Regions from separate parts of the Lathyrus oleraceus genome. Here region 2 is linked to region 1. The links are chromatin contacts, called in public Hi-C maps. All regions are on one chromosome and are shown on one strand. Each heading gives the region's core, a stretch centred on a gene start, on an enhancer-like site or on the middle of the called end of the contact. The rest is flanking DNA. Distances are from core to core; before and after follow the strand shown. Region 1 holds the start of LOC127106265. Region 2 holds the start of LOC127106224.

Region 1 (6,817 bases), core at 2,855-5,354:
CACAGCATTTAAAGATTCTTTTAACTCTTTTTCCCTTTCATTCGCTTCTTGCAGTGTACTTTCGAGGGTTGAGGTTCGAGCTTGAAACACATCAAGTTCTGATGTCAGATAAGACACATTCTCAAGTTGTTTATTGGAATTTTCTTCTGACTCACTATATTTCTTTTCTAATGTGCTTGTTTGTTGTTCAAGTTCCTGAATTCTGTATTTCTCAGTTTCAAGTAGCAACTCCAACTCACTCACTCTCTTTTCAGAACTTTCCGATTTGGAATGAGAGCTCTGAATTAAACCTTCTAGTTCTAGGCTGCGTTGACTGTATGTGGTAGCTCGATCTTCATGCTCAGAACATTTCTCGGTAAGTATCTTCAGCTCCTCCTCCAATTGTGATTTCTGCTTGATTGATTGGTTTAAATCTGATTCAAGTTGACTTACCTTATCTGTGTGCTCCTGCAGTAGGCCATTAAGAAGATTCTTCGCTTCCTCGGCCTCTTTCAATTTAGCATCGAGATGAGAAATTTTCTCGGAATATTCAGTCACGTCTCTCTCAGCTTCATTGGCTTTCAACTGCACTGAATTTAATTGTTGCTCAAGCTCAACATTCTTCTGCTCCACTGTTATGAAGCGTGTTTCGAGCTCTCGTAGCTGTGATTTTGCCTCTTCTGCAGCTGCATTTGTAGTTTCAATATGTCCCTCAAGCTCAAGACTCCTTTGAGTCGCAGTAGCTGCGACAGATCCAGCTTCATTATGAAGGTCTTCCAAAGACTTCACCTTCTGCTCCAGCTCTGAATTGTTCGAAAGCGCCTGAGATAAAAGAGAATCCGTTTTACTAAAATTTTCCTCCGAAAGCTTTAGTTTCGCCTCTAAATCAGTGGACAACTCCTTAAAGTGTTTCTCATTAACGGTTAGATCTTCAAAAGTTTCCTCGAGTTTTTTCTTTTCTGCATTGAGCTTAGTCAGTTCCTCTTGTACCGACAGAAACTTCGCTTCCTGGCTCTTGAATGAAACTTCAATTGATTCTTTCGATGTTTCCTCCTCCTGCAGCTTGAGCCTTGCACTTTCCAACTCGGAACTTTTTTCTTTTAGCTCTTCCTTTGTAGAAACAAATAGGTTTTGAAGCGCTGACAAATCTTCTTTTATCTGTGTTTCTGAAGTCTTGATCAGGTTTAGTTCCTTCGTCAACTCGTCTACGAGCGAATCTCTTGAAGACAGTCTTTGCTCAACTTCCGATACGTGTGTCTTGGAGAGTGCCAACTCCTCTTGGACAGTAGAGAGTTCAGCTGCAGTCGTTTTAAGTGCTTCTTCAACCTTTTCCTTTTCAGCAACCTTATCATTAACTCCCTTCAATTCTTCCTTCAGAGAAGTGATCTCATCTTCCTTGCCTTTCGCACTCGATTTCGCTTCTTCAAGTAGTCTCTCAAATTCTATCACCTTGTTTCCCTCAGATTCAGCATGTGAAACGCTTTTCTTATGCAGCTCCTCGAACTTCTGTGCCTCGTCCTTAGAAACTTGCAGCTCATTCTCCAACTCCAGTGTCTTCTTTCGGGAGCTTTCGAGCTTGACATTCAGATCATCAAATGCTTCCTTCACCTCAAGAAGCTCTTTCTCCTTAACTTCTTGACTTTTCAGAACCTCTTCATGAGTGCTGACCTGCAGATTGTACTTTTTCTCGGCTTCAACAATCTGCTCTTGCAGTTTCTTGTGACTTAGTTCAAGCTCTTCGGTTTTCTTTCCAGTTTCTTTCAATTTCTCCTTTGTTTCCGAGACCTCTCCCTTCAGCGCAGCGTTTTCATGTTCAGATGTCTTCAAAGATCCTGCGAGTGCTTTCACTTCAGCCTCGAGCTCCCGAACCTTCTCTTGCGCTTCAAGAAATTCTCTGCTAGGAGGATCCGAGCTTCTTTCAGTTTTGTTGGACGTATCGTCAACCACATTCTCTTCCTTCTCGACTTTAATGAACTCTCCATCCGAGGCATTATCTTCCTCGTCTTTCTTTCCTTCGGCTATTTCCTTGGCCGGCAAGTCTCCATTTGTTGCCTGCAATAAACCATAAACAATGATCATTCATACTAGTTTGCACTAAAACTAACAGAACTATTAGAGTAATGCAAAGAAAACAATACCTTAATGTCAACACCTTTGTGATCCACTTCTTCAACAACCTTTGTCACCGGAACTTCTGAAATGACTTTTGTCTCTTCTTCCATGTTTCCTTAGATTGTCTGATATAGAAGAAAAGAAGAAATATGATGAATGAAGATGTAAGGTTCAAACATAATAATAATAATAATAATAATAATAATAATAATAATAATAATAATAATAATAATAATAATAATAATAATAATAAATCAAATGGCATAGATCTTGTTACATAAAAAATAAAAAAAAATTCTAGAAAGCAACCAACCAAACCCTCGTGGAGCATCATAAGGTTGAAACATGGTGGAAACAGAAATGATAACAAAATGGCATGCATGACTATATCGGAATATAATTGAAAATTTAAACACATAAAAAAATAATTTACTCAATAATTTCAAAATTAGAAAAAGATTATAAACAGTTCAGTGTTTTTGATGATGACAAAAATATCACATGCTAGAACCAAGTACGTGGGTCCTAGAGTGATGTTTTACAGCTTGATCTCACACATAAGACATTTATCAATCCATGCCTGGTTTGGTCCCAAACAAATACTGTTTTTTTTCTTTTCCAATTTTCTCCTAAAAAGAAAACAAAAAGAAAAATCCACCGTTCGATTTTCCTTTTTGGAGAAGATTAGATTCAATCTTGAACGTTGGTTAAAACTTAGACATCATGGGACCCAAAAATCAACATTCAAAGAATAAAAATGAATTAAACCGGAATTTGCAAGAATCAACTTTAATTCCTGTGGGCCCACTTTTCTCTAAACCAACGATATTAATTTACGCTAAAAAAAAATTCAGGTGAATAAACTTTTATTTTGACGCGTTAATTGCAACCTTTTCATTAATTAATGGAAAATCATATGCGCTCTTCACGTTGTTACTTTTGTGATGAAACAAACAAACAAGTAATTACTATCATTTATATTATGATAAATATATTTTAAATTTTAAATAAATTTTTAAAAAGGAATCTCACCCTTTTTTTTTTCTTCCAAAAAGACAAGTCTAGTACTAAAAGTGAAGGATATATTCGTATTTTACGAAAAATATAAGGGTAGTTGTGAACTTTAAGGAATCAAAAATTGCCAACAACATCGATGCTGGCACAGGCAGAGTTAAGATTCCACATAAAAACACAGTGGCAGTGAGAGAAAAAACTGGTGTTTCTTCTTTTATGTTTTTTTTAGAACAATGAATAGTATTAAAAGTATTCAGTAAAAAAAACAGTATTATTTAATGGTATTCAGTAAATAAATAAAAATAAAAACAAAAACAGTATTAAAATTATTGAGTCAAAAACTAAAGTATATAATTTAATTTAAAATCTTCCTCATATATTATAGTAAAACATATATATACTACTCCACCTAACGCTTAAAAGTTACTAATAGTTAAAGAATCAATTAAATCAAAAGTTTTTTAATTTAGTTTAATTCTATAGAAACTGCTGATTATAGTTTTATACAGAGATGGATCTGATAGAAAATCACAAAACCGTAACTCGATCAAATCAGGAACAGATGAAGATTCAACATGATCCTATAATTGATCTATTGAAGATTGAAGTTGAAAGTATATAATCATGAATCACATCAATATTCTGATCCATCAGAATACTAATCAAGTTTCTAAAGATCAAAGACAGTATCCGTATCAGTATCAGAAGCAAATGAATAAATAAAAATTAAACAAGATTAAGAGTATTGGAAAATACAGAACTTCCATAAGATGGTTGGTTAATCTAACACACGAATAACGATAAATAAATAAATAAAAAGAAAAGAGAGATAGATAGAATTCTTGCCTGAGAAAAAGTTGGTTTTTTTTTGCTTGTGGTGGAGTGAGAGAGAAAAATGGGGGATTGGGAAAAAAGAGTAGTGATGGTGGAATTTGGAAGATGAAGAAATATAGAGAAAAGGGTATATAAGAGAGAAAATGAGAATTATATTATTTTTGAGTTTATATTTTTTTTTTTTAAAAACAAGAAAACATTAGTATATATATATGTGTTGAAAAAAAGTTGGTGGGGCCCAGTAACAGCCAATCCGGCAATAAACATACAGGAACGCCGCTACTTTAGAGATTACATTTGCCACCGGTTTTTCATTTAACAAAATCATGTAAATAAAAAATAATATAATTTTTCCTCTTTATTTTATTGTGAGTGTTTTATTTAGTTATTTTATACAAATTAAAGTGAAGTAAAAATATGAAAAATATATTTTACCAAGTACTGCTGTACTGACTATTACTATATATATACAGTCAAATATATTGAAAAATATTGACTCAAAAAAATTCTGATAGTTTGTCTTGAATTGTGTTTTTACTATTAAAAAAATATTAAAAGAGAGTATATATGATATCAATTAGTTAATATAATTAAATTAATTAATTATATTTTGTAAAGATGAAATTATTTTTTACTTTTTAAATATTTTACTCGGATCAAATAAAATAAAATAATTTAAAAGTGTAAATATATTTAATTCAAAATTTGACTAGATACATTTTGTTAGTTAGGGTAGTCTTTGTTTTATATTTTATTATCTAGAAAATTATGAAGGAGGGATGTATTTACCAAATCACGTGACGTAACAACTCAAAAAATAATCATTTTTAGGCAAACTAAAATTTTTATTTTTGTTATTTAAAATAGAAAAAAAAACATTCACATGATAAGAATTTAAATTGAGTCATTGTACAAGAAAATAAATCTAGATTGTGTTCCTTTCCTAAAGCAAGAAAAAATCATTTAGATCGTGTTAGAAAACATTAAAATGCTTGTAAAAATTCAAAAGTAAAAAATTAGAAATAAATATGTTGGCGTAGTGGTCTGAATTAATTTTAATACAAAAATTCTAGTGTAAAAATAAAATTACATAATCACCTTTAATAAATCAAATATGATTTCATTTAGTATAAGTTTAAGAAAATTAATAAGTTAATCAGATTCAGTTTTAAAAAATAATTTTCAATCATCATACTACTTGATAAAAAACAATATTTGTCTTCTTCTAAAAATAAGGATTTATTAGTAATAATTTAAAAAATATATATAATATTAATTAAAAATAAATAATTAGAATTTCCTAGTAAGCATTTGTCCCACTAAGAATAGGACCATAGAAAAGTAATAGGTCGAAAGTGGAGGCCATAGTGACCGACCAAACCGTCCTCTTGTTTTGTGACGACTAGTACTGTCTTTTCTTGAAACCAAACATGTCATGCCTGTTGCTATAGCCTATATCTATCCACCCACCTCCCTAATCAACTTCTAATAAACTTCTAATACCGTTTAACACATTAACAAAATCAACTTTTTTTTTATCATCTTCTATAAAAGTTTGTTTTTTTAATTTTAAAATAAAATTAATAAATTAAAATTAATTTTTATTTAAATGTCCATTGTTGAATATAAAATTATTTTTTAATATATTTATTAAAACGTAAGTTTAACATGTAAAAACTAAAAATCATGTTTGAGATTAAAAGTTAAGTATATCTTCAAAATATTTTCAAAATTGATGATAATTCTATTTTAAAATAAAAATGTATTAAAAGTATTTTTTTTCTGAAATAAATTGAAGAAACTATAAAGAAATATTAAAATCATTCAACTACAATGTGTGACTATAATGGAAAATAAAATAAAGTTCAAATACAAAGATAGCTACTGAATTATAATTATAGTGATAATTTTACTAATTTTTTTAAAAGTAGAACTAAATATACGCTAAATCCTATTCCATTTTATTTTTTCGACACAATTATATTAAAAGTTTTATCTTTAAAATTATAAGATTTTAATAATTGAATTCTTCGGATTTTGAAATGACATATCAATCTCTTAATTTGAATGTTAGTCAATTATACTAATAGTTAGTGGTCAAATAAATATCTCTTTTTAATTAGATACGCATTTAGAATTGAAAATAGGTCTATTGACCAACAAATTTTTTGGCTCAAATCAGATTTGTTTTTCCACTAGACATGATGAAGACGTTTTAAAATTTTATTTAGCTAAAGCAATCAAGCTTGAAAATACTATGGTTTTTTTCAAGCCTGGCCGTCCAAGTGCATCATGCAGCGTGCATCATGCGCTGCAGCACATGGTCCAAAATATTAGAGGACTCTAATTTTTAAAAATTTTATTTTATTTTCATAAATATTAATAAAAATAAATAAAATGTTATTAAAAAAATTCAATAATTAAAAGAAATGTTATGATAAAAACTCAACATATAAAAAAATCAAGATTGATCAAAACTCAAAATAATTATAATTAAATTTATTTTTAATTAATACATAATTGTATTTTTGATTTTTTTTTAATTATTATAATTGTATTTAAAAAAAAATTGGGCCAATTTTTATAATTAGAACGGGATCTCCGATATGATTGGACCGACCCTGATTTTTTAGGGTATTTTGGTACACAAGGTTGAAAATAAAAAAGATGAAGATCGAAGAAAGAGAAAATAAATATTTAATTAATTTTTAACAGAATTATAAAAATGTTATAAATCAGTCATTTTACAAACTAAATCATATTTGATTTATAACCTATCAGAATTCAAATAAAATTCAAATGCAAGCTAAATTAAATGCAAATGAAATAAATTTGAATTATATCTAACAACATCCTTTAATTTATATTCGGCTAACTA
Region 2 (6,817 bases), core at 1,241-3,740, 270 kb after region 1:
TTGGGCCTTGATCATGGTTGATTTGACTTTTGTTTGATCAATACCATTGGATTTAGGGGATTGGTTAAATGTACATTTCATCTTCCGAAATGAATGGATGGTATTGATCAGATGAAATTCCTCTCATGATAAATGTGTGCTTCTATTTCCCTTTCTCTATTCATCTTCATCTCTATTCTTCCCCAATCCTTCATTGACCAATGATTTCACTAATGTCTAAATGCTAGTTGATTCATCAATGACCTTGTGTCAGATGAATCAACATAAGTCTGACTGAGATAGGTCTCCCCCATTTTCTTAGTGCGTGGTATGTTTTAGGAGTTTGGTTCTTTGTACCAAATCTCTAACATGCATTTACACCTATTTTTTTATTATTCGGCCTCAGATAGTTGTGACTTCTACATAAGTCCAATTACGATTGCTTAACATAGATCTAAATTTGTCCCTCAAGGCATATCATTTTAGTAAGTGAGATTGTAAGTCTCCCATTCTTCATGGCATTGTGTGGGAACTTGACCTTTTTTCCATTCATGAGAGCTAGTGGCATACTTGTTGATTTATCCAAGCTGAAGCTCTTCTCATGGATGATGTCTTGGTTCAAGGATTTATACTTGTGAATGAATGGTTGAGTGTTCTCCAAAGAATGACTTAATCAATTAAAACTCATCACTAACATTTGACTAACCATTGACTAACTTCTTAATTAATGATGTTTTATTTTCAAGTCATTTACTTTATGCAATTTAAATTTCAGTACCTTTATCATTCATTACCATTTGCATTTCATACAACTTGTTTATGTTTCAAGTCCTTTTCATTTTGCTCATTTGAGTCATATCTTGTGATTGTATATATTGTTTGCTTGCTTTTGTTTTTGGTTGTGATCTTAGGACCTTAAAACATCTAATAACAACAAAAAACCTAAAAAAACATCTTGGTGGACTGTTGGATTTGATATGAACTTTTGGAATTAGAATTAGGCAACATTCCTTGTGCTAAAGGACTTGGCAAATGCCAACATCTAAGACTGAGCTACCTTTGACTATGCATTCATATGATGCAAGACCTTGGATGCCTTGGATTCATCTACTACTCTGTCTCTGAGCTTATTGTTATATTGTTATTTTTATCTATGTCTGATGATTGTTCTGAGTTGATCAATCAATATTTCATCTGCTACATTAGAAGATATTGAAGACTGTCAGTTATTGGATTGTTTGCTTGGATATTATGGCTATCTTTATTTGATGCATTGATCTCATATAATGCTGGGATATTGCTTATTGATTATTGCTTGACAAAGCCCAAAGAAAAATGAGTTTCTATATGACATTCTTGTCTGTTGAATTGCATCACATTGGTCAGATCTTTCCAACTCTTAACTTTTATTTATTTTTGTCTAGAATAGACCCTTCATCTCCTCTCACTTCTTAAATTTAAAAAAAAAATCCTTTTTTTCAAAAACTTTCTTTATTTGTGTTTTCTAACTTAGACATGTTTTAATGATTAGAAACTTTGGTCTTATGCTAATGAATTTTCAAATTTTTTCTTAATCAAACTTAAACGAACTTAATCATATTGACTTCAATTTTAAAAAAGAAAAAAAAACTAATAAGCTCGTTCAAACCTTTGGCCTTTTGTGCCTTTTGATTTAAATTTTTGTTAAAATCAATTCACCAACTTCTTTAAAAAATTTACCACGAACTACAGGGTTTTGATCATCATTTTTATGTTTGTACGTAGGCATCAAACACAAAAATATAATCAATGAATTCTTTGTGCCTTTTCATTTAAACTTTTGTTAAAATTAATTCACCAACTTCTTTGAAATTTTTACCACAAACTACGGAGTTTTGATCCCTCATTTTTATGTTGGTACGTAGGAATAAGATTGAAGATCTTGTCAAACACAAAAATATAATCAATGAACTATTTTCTCACCCCCCTACTCTATATTTTTTACCAAACATCATTTAGACCAAATCACTTGCACACAAAAAAAGCTCTCTAGGAGTACATATGACACTTTGGGTGCTAAGACATTTCCTATGTGTAATCAACCCTCTTACATGTAATCTATAACATTTTATTAATTTTGATTTGAAAACTTTTTATCTTTGAGTTTTGTTCGTACTTTTCTCTTTTTCTTTGGAAACAATAAAAACGTGGTGATGACTCTAATTTTATTGACGTCAAGTTTACGCTACAATATATATATATATATATATATATATATATATATATATATATATATATATATATATATATATATATATATATATATATATATATATATATATATATATATATATATATATATATATATATATATGAACAAAAAATCAATAAATAAATTTTTGGCAAATATCGCTAAGCACATTTATGGTATGTGTAAATAGGTTACCGGTGGTGGGGAGGGTTCTTTATTTGTACATAAAAATCCCAATCACTTTGGACCGTAAAAGTGCAAAAATAGAATAAAAGCATATCTTATCTAATAATCTTATCTGATCTAGTGCAACAGTAGAACAGAAGCTTATCTTATCTAATGCTATCCATATATATCACCAGAAATAATACATAAATGTAGTTGGGAAAGTAAAAGAAACTCAAAAGCAAGGAGATATGGATGCCATGCAAGTAGCTCTGCCAGTTTTAGGCATCGTTGCAGCTGCAGTTGCAACCTTCTATGCAGTGAGTTTCAATGAGATCAGAGAGGTAATTATAATTAAGCAACATCGTAAATTAGGTATACGTTATATTCTCTCTTTATCAATCTTATAAATTGAATTATTACAGAAATCGCTTCCAGATTGGGATGAAATTGAATCTGAATCAGAATCAGAAATTAGAGGTTTTAGACGATCAGCCAGTTCCCGACAGAGGCGAGCTAAAAGACAAGCTAGTAAAAATGACAAAACATAACTTCAACCAGAGTATGTTCGGTTGCCTTTCATTTCTTTGTTGTCATGTTTGGTTAATTAGTTATATTACACTACTTGTATTATGCTGTCATATTGTTACAAAGCCCCCATGATCTTAGACTCATTTCATGAATTGTGAGATCTACATTATTCTCATTGTCTCGCGAGTTACTGTGAGACGGTGACTGCATAGCTTTTGCCTCTATTACTTGTAAAATTCAATGGCTTTTGTTCTTACTCCAAGATCTAGACATTCCTTTCTCTAAACCATCTCTTACTTATCTAGATAGCAGCTCAGCACAACATATTACAATGATCCCTACTCTTCACGATCGAAACGTTTATATATTGACCGCCACATTTTTCTTTAACAACTTCAAAGTGGTCTTTTTCATCTCCTGTCCGTTACTTCTTCGAATCAAGTTGCAAATTTCCTCACCAAGCCTTTGAACCACCCCTGTTTTCTACTCTTTTTGTTAATCTAAAAATGTTAAACATACATTCTCCAACTTAAGGGGCTATTTGGGATTAATGGTTATTAATTAGGAATAACAAAATCTAAACCCTTCCTCATGATAGTAAGTTACTTGGCTGTAAATTTCTTACAAATTTGTCAATTTTTAATAAACCATATATATAAAGTACACATAAATGTTTTTAATTAAATCATAGATATTGGTCATTCAATTAAAATACCATATATTAAGTCAAAATGGTGGTAAGGATGTCATTGTTCGTTGCAGAGCAAAAGTAACTTTTATAACTATCGTATCCATTTTAAGATCTTAAGTAGACAAGGTATGTATATTTGTTGTTATACTTAAAAGTAAATAACATAGAAATAAATGACAGAAAGTAAAATGAAGATTTTGATGTTAGTAGTAAGAAAACTTAATGTGGGTAGATTTCATCATTACGTATTTATCATGCAAATGCATAGGTCAGTAATATGTTCCTCTACTTAGTTATTAATATTACCACATGTTGCTTGCATTGTATCTCCTTTCGGTCTCAACACTGTGAGATCGGTGCATTACCCAATAGTCGATATATCAGACTATTAACCAACACATAGTTTTAAGTTCTCATAGTTATAAAGCAGCAAGACTCCACACTGATCCATACTACAGTACTTGTGGATATTGAACTTAACCTTATCTCTAGGTGCTAGTATCCAGTAGATTATTATATTGGATTTAGTAATGACAAAAACCTTTCGATGTCAGGTCATACCATGAAAATAAATTTTAGGTAGCAACGCTAAAACAAGCATTAAGATTAAAGAGTCATCAATATTAAAGCATGAGTAGATTACATAAAACACTATGACCTATTTAGTACATGAATATATTGACTACATCTAACCCCAACAAAGAGATTTTAGCTACCTTTACTCATTGTATTGTAATTGTTAGTAACCTCGTGAAGTTGATCTTGGAAGTGTGATCTACCTCGTCACTTTAGCAACACTCCTACCTTCAGATTCCCTCTCTTATTCTTCTGTTGTAGACCAAAGTGAGTCTACTCCAATTCTATAATTCTCGCTAGGCGCGTCATTCTTGAGCCTACTCCAATTCTATACTACCTCGATCTACCAAAATTCCCTTTGCAATAAACTAAAAATTTCTATTTATAGACAAATTTTTGGACTTCTCGCTAAGCGCATCATTCTTGAGCCTAACGCAACTACCCTATTATGCCCTACATGATATCTTCCTCAACAAGCAATGTTTGCATGTATGCCACCTGGCCCAAACCGCTTTTTCTCACCTCGCACATTGCTCTTCGACTATCGAGCTAACCCTTTTTCACCATGAAGTACTTGCATCTTGACATGCAATCTGTCATTTGCCTTTGTATGGCATGCCTATGGCTAGACCTAGCGAGTCTGGTCTTCCATGTTTTTGCTTTGGCTAGGTCTATGTGCGTTGAATTGTGGTTTTCTAATCCTTTTCATTTGTTTTTAGTTATTGTATTCTAGAAAGGTCCAAACAGGTATTTTCTCACTTTTCATAAATAAATTAGGGGTTTTTGTATTGATTGCTTATAAAGTAAGTTAATAAGTGTCGGCGTATTTCACAAAAGTATGACACTTATCAACTCTCCCTAACTTATCTTTTTGTTTGTCCTCAAACAAAATTAATGAGATGATTCATAAATGCTTTTGAATGCATATTTCATTGACAGGTTGACAGACTCAGGTCAAGAGTTTTGAAGTTGTTTTATGGCATGGTATTCTTTTTAAATGTGAGTTCGTAACCAATATCATGAGTATCCATAGTGTATACAGATGAATTATTTTCTTGACCAAATTAAGATTTTTAAAATACGTCTATACCAAAAGTTATTATTTATCAGGATCATGATCTCACTAAGTATCTCTCAATGGTTATTGTTTCATTAAAAACCAGACACTGCTTGTACTACAGAAACACTTTGTATTTTTATCTAAGCGGTATCACAAGATATATTATTAGTCATGGACGGGCTTACAAAAAATACTGGTTTTATTATTCAAAAAGCCTAAAGATAAAAGAGCATATGACTTTTCTTTTCAAATTCTCTCTTACTTTTATTTCAACTTTCTTACAACCTTTTTATTTTGGTTCCTTTCTTTTGTTTGCTTGACTTGTGTTTTTTTACTTTGTTTTTGTCGAAACCTTCAAAAGGATTAACATCAAAATTTGCAATAAGCTCATTTTCATTTCACTTTGTTAGACATTCCTTTGTGTTCTAGATAAATGAGCTAGATGTTTAGGACTATTGTGACATGGTGCGCCAAAATTGTTGTTTCCATAGTTATTGGTGGTGGTGTCGACTCCAACCAAGTTTTTTTGTTTTGAAACAAAAGGCTCTTCTAGATCTAGCATTTTGGCTCTTTATTTCTTTTTCCCGATTTTACTATTTTTAGTTATGCTTACTCATTGTAGTGTAACCTGTCGATAATCCTGCAAAGATGATCTTGGAAGTTTGATCTTCCATGTCACTTGAGCAGTGTTTTGCCTTCATGCGCCCTCTCATATTCTCCCATTGTAGACTAAAGTGAGAATTATGTACTACCTTGATCTAGCAAAACTCTTTTTGCAATTAATTGGAAAATCCTATATATAGGCAAGTTTCTGGACCTCTCATTAGGTGGATCATTCTTGTTTCTAACGCGCCTACCTTGTTTTTCCATACTTGATATCTCATAAAAAAAACAATATTTGTATGTCTACCACATGGCCCTAGCTGTCTTTCCCCGCCTAGCGCATCTGACAAAGTCTTGAAGTACAAGAAAGTCCTACCTCGATTAGTCTTGGTGAAAACTTTGTAATGCATAAGGACATTTTTGTAAAAGTGCATGGCTAAATCACACACACACACAAATACTTTTCAAGCTAATTTTTTCAAGAAAATATTTTTAAAAATATCTTGTTGGTTTTACCAACGCACGCATCCAACGATGTATCGAGAAGGACACACCATATCTTAACATTGATGACGAACATACAAAATCTTTCAAATCAAATCCAAGCCAAATTTATCCTCCAAGCAAACCAAATCTTAACATTGATGACGAACGTACAAAATCTTACCTCATTTCAAATCTTTCAGAATCGTGTTTCATTTCATACTTTTCATTCTCTCTCTCTCTCTCTCTCTCTCTCTCTCTCTCTCTAAACTTCTCTTTTGTTTACTTTCTCTCACTAAGAATTTAGCCTAAGTGTTTTTCGAGAAAGTTCATTTGTAAGTGAGGATTCTGTAACTCTAGAAGGGTAGACTTGTAAGTTCACCAAGAGAGTTTATTTTATACCTTGATTGAATATTTTGTCCTATTAGGAAATGTTTGTTTAGGTTAGAAGCTAAATCCGTAATAAGCTTTGGTTTTGGGGATTGTGTGATTAAACCCC

What was found. Hi-C and Micro-C count contacts between places; a contact is called where the count stands out from the background.
Region 2: a Hi-C map of leaf shows a contact between it and region 1, with 5 times the contacts expected there. The contact joins the promoter of LOC127106224 here to the promoter of LOC127106265 in region 1. A contact is called at or near these places in 2 of 2 Hi-C or Micro-C datasets (both in leaf).

The regions. Positions count from the first base shown.
Region 1 is chr7:277,568,759-277,575,575 of CAAS_Psat_ZW6_1.0, forward strand. It overlaps LOC127106265, which reads right to left and starts at 4,105. Exons shown (of 7, transcript XM_051043566.1): 1 at 3,952-4,105; 2 at 2,118-2,216; 3 at 1-2,031. The coding sequence starts at 2,201.
Region 2 is chr7:277,844,415-277,851,231 of CAAS_Psat_ZW6_1.0, forward strand. LOC127106224 reads left to right here and starts at 2,491. Exons shown (of 3, transcript XM_051043521.1): 1 at 2,491-2,718; 2 at 2,800-2,936. The coding sequence starts at 2,626. The coding sequence ends at 2,925.